Linked DNA regions of Danio rerio: region 2 is linked to region 1. A link is a contact called in public Hi-C data. All regions are on one chromosome and are shown on one strand. The core of a region is the stretch at or near the end of the contact, and the rest is flanking DNA. Distances in the headings are between cores, read along the strand shown. Region 1 overlaps si:dkey-178e17.1. Region 2 holds the start of si:dkey-178e17.1.

Evidence for each region. A called contact is a pair of places that touch in the nucleus more often than the background predicts.
Region 2: a Hi-C map of an unstated tissue shows a contact between it and region 1, with 2.3 times the contacts expected there. The contact joins the promoter of si:dkey-178e17.1 here to the enhancer-like site in region 1. A contact is called at or near these places in 2 of 18 Hi-C or Micro-C datasets (caudal fin and an unstated tissue).

The regions. Positions count from the first base shown.
Region 1 is chr8:3,179,681-3,183,680 of GRCz12tu, reverse strand. All of the region lies in intron 3 of si:dkey-178e17.1, which reads left to right. Among named protein-coding and RNA genes, the nearest start is that of si:dkey-178e17.3, 27 kb to the right of the region's middle. Within about 2 kb of position 2,345, at least 4 of the 62 cell types and tissues checked have an H3K27ac peak or open chromatin away from gene starts, as enhancers often do.
Region 2 is chr8:3,221,319-3,225,318 of GRCz12tu, reverse strand. It overlaps si:dkey-178e17.1, which reads left to right and starts at 2,045. Exons shown (of 9, transcript XM_073910005.1): 1 at 2,045-2,145. The coding sequence starts at 2,082.

The DNA.
Region 1 (4,000 bases), core at 1,096-3,595:
TGCGTCTCATAACAAACAGCGGTATTCCGCCGGTGGTCATCGCAAGAATCTTGCGCTGCCTGCTCATAAATTGGGTCGGCTGACTCGCCAGCTTTTCCACTAACACAGAAAAATGAAGATCAGCTCAGACTGAACCTTTAAATTGACACAAACTGAAACCAAATCTTTTAAAGAGTGATAGAAGTGAGACTTTACTTTCTTTCTTTTGTCTATTATTTTTTGAGGTGTATATTATTTTTATTTTTTATTTATTTATTTATTTACTGATGATTGCTTTGCAGCTTTCATCATTGAATTGAATGATTTATTATAATCTTTTGTTTGTTTTGTAGCAGAAATATTATTTATTAAATTGACATGCATATAAATACAGCAGTACAAAATAAATATTTCTTACTGCAATGCTTCATTTTTGTTTGATGCAAACTACAATTATTTTTCATAAAGTAACAGACTTTTTATAGCAGATAACCTACATTCATGCACATTCAAGGCAGTATCATAATGAGAAATGGAATTCATTGTTACTATTATTGTCATTTTCATCATCACTAATATTCTATAATTATTAGACATTCATTTTGGAATTATTGCACACAAATATCAATGTCTTCGCAGCATTAGTTAGATAGTTGTTTCTGGTTTTTGTCAGTCCTATTGATGTTGTTTTAAAATACAATAAATCCCTTAAAAAGCAATTTGCAGCGGTGCTCAATCATTTTTGGTGGGTGCTCCTAAATTTTTTCTAGTGCTCCTAAATTTATTTTGGGGCTCCTAAATATTTGAAGTTGGGAGCACCGGTGCTACCAAGTAAAAAAGTTAATTTCGAGCCCTGATGTTGTTTTTGGACATGATCTGCTTTCATTTTCTTTTTATTAGGTCTTGTTGACATAACGTAACAGACAATTAATGCGAAACTAAAATACCAACATACAAAAATAAATCAGACTAAAATGTATTAAAAATGCGACCAGGATTAACGTTTGTTTTAAAAATCACATTTCCAAATTTTATTTTCTTCATTCATTCATTTTCCTTCAGCTTAGTCCCTTATTCATCAGGGGTCGCCACAGCGGAATGAACTAAAACCAGCACCCAGAAGAAACCCACGCCAACACGGGGAGAACATGCAAACTCCACACAGAAATGCCAACTGACCCAGCCAGGACTCAAACCAGAGACCTTCTTGCTGTGAGGCCACAGTGCCTACCACTAATTTATTTATTTATTTGTTTTTTTGTAAAAACATGTCCTGATTTCAGGAATAAACTCTGTCAGCATTCAGGTATGCATGAACAGATGAAAGTTAAATCTAGGTCCAGATCTCCACATATTTCTCTTCTCTTCCCTCCTGATAAATATTATTTATTTTATATTTCTGTTTAAGGGAGAGCAGATTTCTTCAACACATTTCTAAGCATAATAGTTTAAATAACTCATTTCTAATAACTGTTTTATTTTCTCTTCGTCATGATGACAGTAAATAATATTAGACTAGATATTCTTCAGGATACTAGTATTCAGCTTAAAGTGACATTTAAAGGCTTAACTAGATTAGTAAGGGTAATTAGGCAAGTCATTATACATCAGTGGTTTGTTCTGGAGACAATCCAAACAAATATTGCTTAAGGAGGCTAATAATACTGACATTAAAATGGGTTTAACTATTAAAAACTGCTTTTATTCTAGCCGAAATAAAACAAATAAGACTTTCTCCAGAGGAAGAAATATCATAGGAAATACTGTGAGAAATGTGCCTGAATATCACTTGAGGAATATTTGAAAAGAGTCAGTATACACAGGAGAGCTAATAATTGTAATTGATCAGTAAAGCGGATCTGTTCCTGGATCAGCTGTGCTTTAGAGCGGTTTCTCCTCCATCAGATTGATGATCTCCTCCTCCTCCTCTTCATGTTCTTCTCCCCTCTTTCATTAGCTGATTGCATTGGTGTTTCGACCTTGTGTTTGTCCTGCTAATGGAGCCGTTCTGTACGTCTGTCTGCTGGATTTCAGCCCAGGTTGCATTTATGAGCAGCGTCTCGCTTTAATCAAAACCACACTGCAAACCTTCAATCTGGGACTCAAACCTTAAAGTCCCCATTCCTAGTTTTGTGCTGAACAATTCATCTGTGCGTGTCTTGAAGAAAAATAAAATAGTTTGATCTTGTAATCTTTAATTGTAATCTGAAAATGCGCTTCCTGTTTGTTTTCAGTTCAATTCTCAGATTAGGTCTGTCTGAGGTTTTGGGTGTGGCTAACATGCTTAACCACGCCCCTCCAGCTGTAAGTTTTGACATCACTATGACAAGCAGAAATGGTGAGGAGGAGGAGTCTGTTAGGTTGTAATAACTCTGCCCAAACCCTTTTTCCTATCTAAACGAAACACCTGCTTTACTACATCCAATCAGCTTACAGTAGAAAAAACAAGCCACGCCCACTGCTTTGTCATTTAATATTCTGTTTCTCTAGAAACTGCAAAACAATATGGAAAAAATGGTTGCAGTTCAGCTTCATGCAGACTTTAAAGACTGAGAAATCCGTATTGGTTTAATGCATCCCAAATGATCATATTCTCAAAATCAACTCATGTTTGTAAAACACTGTGTGGGCATTGAGTGTTTTCCACAATAGACTGCACTCAGCTTGACCCTCCATTTACGGGTAATGGATAAACTGGAAAGCTGAGCACATTAGTTAGACTGGCAAAATATATGTTCTTGCACAAAATTGGATTTGGAAATTGGGAAAAAAGCACACAATGTGCATTGTATATATTTCATCTAGCCTGATTAAATTAGTATTCATTGGATTTCTTTTACATTTTTATTTTTTATGCATCAATAGATTTTAATTTAAATAATTTTATTTTATTCAAAGAAGTGATGTGGCAAGCATTTATGTATAAGATACTTTAATTTAACCAACAATAATTAGGCCAAATGTAAGACGTTATACAACTGAGGTCAGAATTATTAGCCCCCCTAAATTATTCGCCCTTTGTTTATTTCTTTTCAAAAATTTCTTTTTAACAGAGAGCAGATTTTTTTCAGCACATTTCTAATCATAATAGTTTTAATAACTCATCTCTAATAGCTGATTTATTTTATCTTTGTCATGATGACAGTAAATAATATTTGACTAGATATTCTTCAAGACACTTCTATACAGCTTAAAGAGACATTTAAAGGCTTAACTAGGTTAATTAGATTAACTAGGCAGGTTAGGGTAATTAGGCAAGTTATTGTATAACGATGGTTTGTTCTGTAGATTATCGAAAAAATATAGCTTAAAGGGGCTAATAAATTTGACCTTAAAATGGTGTTTAAAAAATTCTAAACTGCTTTTATTCTAGCCGAAATAAACAAATATGACTTTCTCCTGAAGAAGAAATATTATCACAGTGTCCTTGCTCCGTGAAACATCATTTGGGATAAAAATCAAAGGGGGGCTAATAATTCTGACTTTAACTGTAAATAAAAAAGGCAGATTTAATTTTTTTTTTTCATTTTACAGTTGATGAATAAACTCGATAGCGAAGCAGAATAATTGGACTGACAAAAGTTATATTTTTTGCATAAATATTATAAATTAATTGTATTTAAAAAAAACATACAATGTGCATTGTATATAGGTTTATTTAGTGTTATTAAATTCGTATTCTTTGGATTTTTAAATTTAATTTATTTTTATTATTGTTTTTCATGCAGCTATTTGTATGCCACATAAAAGAATTGACATAGCAAGACATTTTTAATCATTTAATTTAATTTTGCCAACAATAAATAAAAAAACAAAATTGATTTTTTATTTTTATTTTTTATTGTTTTATTTTATTTTATTTTGCAGCTATAAAAAACACACATCAAAGAATTGATGTTGCAAGTTAATTTTTTAAATAATTAAATTTAATAATTTAGTTTAATTTAATTTTACCAAAAAGTAAATAGGCCATGTAAAAATTTAGATATTAAACAAAGACTTTATTTTATTTTATGCATCA
Region 2 (4,000 bases), core at 796-3,295, 42 kb before region 1:
TAATTGAAAATTTTAACCCGAATGTTGGGTTTGTTCAAATTTAACTTAACGTTAAGTTTCAACAACCCATTATCTTTAGAGGGCCCCTGGTAGATCACTGCTACAGTTATAGGATACGTTTATTGTTAATATTCCAAAAATCCTATTGCATATTTCTTTATATTCTCTCAAATCATTAAATTATATTTCATTATATATACATCAATATATAGAGAGAGATTTATATTATATACTCTAAAATGCTGGGTTGTATTTTACCCCAACATTGGGTCAAATATGAACAAACCCAACATTTGGTATATTTTCAACTAATTTAAGTGAAACCTTTTAACCCAATGGTTGAGTTTGTCCATTTAGACCCAATGTTGGGCTACAACAACACTGCTTTTTTTTAGTTGTACGATACACTTACTGTTTTTGTTTTTATACATTTAATTAAAAAATGTTACTCAAATTTTTTAATATTACCTCCACTCATAATATTATATTTGTTTACTCTAAAATATCTTGTGTTGTCGGGTTGAAAAGTGTATGACAACCCAGCATTTTTAAAAATTGATTTATTGTTTATGTTCCAGAAATTTAATTAAAAAAAATTTGACATCTTTTAATATGGGCTCCAGTCATGATGATGAAATTACACTCTAAAAATGCTGGGTTGTCATGACCCAACATTGGGTTAAATATGGACTTTAATATCTAACTATATAAATGACTTAATAAAAACTTTGTTGCTTTAAGAAATATTTAATTCTGTTTAGAATTAAATTATAAATAATTAAATTAATGTAAATCTGTTTGTGATCTGTAGTTTATTGTTTATTAACTTCTCAACAAATATTTATTTAATAAAATGAATGAAATATAAAAAAATACAATTTATTTATCATTTATGTATGGAGGTTCAAAACTCGAAATATTTTTTTACAAAGTAATTATTAATAAAATAAAAGAATATCAATAAAATAATAAACAAATGCTGTTTTTAAAGTACATTTTTAATCCTATAATCCTTTATTGCTTTTTGTATTTATCAACTTATTTCAAAGTTATTTATTTATTGATACATAATACTTGATTCTTTTATTTAGTTATTCCTAATTTTATTTTCTTTTTAACAGTTTTATTCTTTGTTTGTATATATAAATATCATTATTTTTCTGTATTGCAGTCTGAGTTTATTCTAACTTATTTTTTATTTGCATTTATTATTCTATTTATATTATAGGGTTCTTTTGTTTTCTGTATTCTTTATTTTTATTTGTTCTATTATATAAAATAATTTAGGTATTTTATTATTTTCTATTTATTGCTTTTAAAGTTAATTTATTGTATTTATGCATATTGAATCTCCTTTTCTATTTTATGTACTATTTATTGGTATTTATTTAACTTTATTTAATTTTCTTTTGTTTAATTTTTAGGTTTGTTTGTTTGTGTGTTTATATAAAGGAGGATAATTTGTACATAATTAATCAATTATGGATATGGAAAATTAATAACTCTAAGTAAATATACACATTAAAATTTTTTTTAAATTGTTTTATCACCATTTTTAATGAATGCATGCCCTTTCCACTGTGCTGTCTTGTGATTGTAAGTAAATGTACAAATAATTGTAAAAATTAAATGTAATTTTTTTTTACTTTTTTAAAACTACTTGTATTGTTTTTTTTTTATCACATTTTTATTTTGTTTGTTGATTTATGAATGCATACTATTATTTAGTGTGTTGTTATTCTTTATATATTCTGTTTGTTTCAAGTTTTTGCAGGTCTGAGGTTCCAGACTGTGGAGTTTTGTTGCTTTGTTTCTTATTTAAATCTAAACGTTGTTGCGAAGTCAAGGTTTTAGGGTGTAAATTGAGATTGAATCCAGATCTGCTTTCATAAAATCCAGTTTCTGTCATCGAGGGCGTGGCACTGAGAGAGGGAGAGAGAAACTGAGAGACGCAAGACCCGCCCCGCTCTGTGTTCTGGCCGCTGATTGGCTGAGCGCTGTCTCATGTCATCAGTCTATGGTCGGCGGATCGCCCGCTGCTCTCAGATGCGCGTGCTGTGCGCGTTCCTGACAGACTGAAGATGACGCGTGAACGCGGAGCAGCGAAAGCTAAACTCACCCATCCTGGAAAAGCCATCCTGGCAGGTCAGTCACACATCACTTTAACACACAACTACAAAACAATGAGCTTAAAACACACAACTGCGCCTTCATCGCACTTCTGAGGGGATTTCCATTCATTTCTAAACTCCGAATGACAGTTGAACTTACAAAACAAGCTCCGGACATGAAGAAAAAACTGTTGAAATCGAGTTTTTGTGATGTTAATTAATCTATTAAGATGTTTCATGGTTTATTTTTGGCTGTTTATATTTTATATGCAACTACAGTGCTTCATTACTGTATATTTCCTGTTTGCAATCAAGTTTCTTGACCCGCGAAAATTGATGTTATCCACTAAATCACGATGTTTAGTGAAATTATAAACCATTTTGTTAAGTTGTTTGAGGTATTATCACTGTGTAAACTGCTTAATATTGATTATTTATATCTACATTTAAAATTTACAATCACAAAAACATTAGTTTATCTTGTCATACTGCGTTAATATGAAAAAAGCTGAATTTTTCAGTCAAAAAATGCTCACACATTATGAATATTAATATTACAGCAGAATAACCATGTTGGTTTATTAGAGATGCTGAGGTTTAAATGTGATTTATCAGCGTTTAAAAGGTCAGATATGGCTATATACAAGGACACAGAGCTGATGTCCTCAAAGCTGATCCTCGTCTCAGAGAAAGAGACAGCATTACACACATGAAAATATAGCAATGTATAGTAAATGCTAGTGTTTTTGAACAATATTAATTCCATCTTTTGTGGTCATTTATATTTGCTGTGGTAACACAACAATTGTTTTTAAAAAAGTAGATTTCTACAACTATTCTATGTAACTACAGTGCTTCATTACTGTATATTTTATGTTAGCAAACAAGTTTCTTGACCTGCGAAAATGGATGTTATCCACTAAATCTTGATGTTTAGCAAAATTATAAACCATTTTGTTAAGTCGTTTGAGGTATTATCACTGTGTAAACTGCTTTAAATTGATTATTTATGTCTAAATTTAAGATTTATATTAACAAAAATTATTAGTTTATCTGTCATACTGGGTTAATATAAAAAAGCTGAATTTGTCAGTCAGAAAATACTTGCACATTATGAATATTAATATTACAGCTGATTAATTATGTTGGTTTAGTAAAGATGTTGAGGTTTAAATGCGATTTATCAGCGTTTAAAGGTCAGATGTGGCTATATACAAGGATATAGAGCTGATGTCCTCAAAGCTGATGCTCCTATCAGAGGATGAGACAGCTTCACACACATGAAAAATACTATAGTAATGTGTAGTAAATGCTAGTGTTTTTGAACAATAATAATTCAATCTTCCGTGGTAATTTATATTTGCTGTGGTAACACAACAACTGTTTTAAAAAAGTAGGTTTCTACAATTATTCTATGTAACTACACTGTAAAAACGCCAACTTTCAAAAAGTCCTCTGAACAAAGATTAATAAGTTAACTGAATTTAAATATTTTCATTTGAAATGCTGACAAATAATAGTTAGTTTGTTCAACAAATATGGTGCTTCAATGTGAAAAACTTAAAATATTTCGTTGAACTAATACAAAATTCTTAGTTTTGCGTTTATGCGTGCCCTTCTTGTTGGCGCATGCGCCTTATAAGCTTCTGGCGCATGCGCAATTTACTTCCATAGCTCACTGCAGGGGGTACCTGTCACGTGCGCGCGACAAAACGAACCATCTTTCTTTCTGCGGAGCTACGTGTCAATCGTTTTCATAATCGATTGTATATAATTGTATACATGTTTTTGTGCGATGTGCTACCCATCTGACTGCCCGATCAGTGTATTAATGATGTGAGAGACCGTGATAGAGCGGTTAAGAGTAGTGGTGGGCAAAGCGAGGCTTC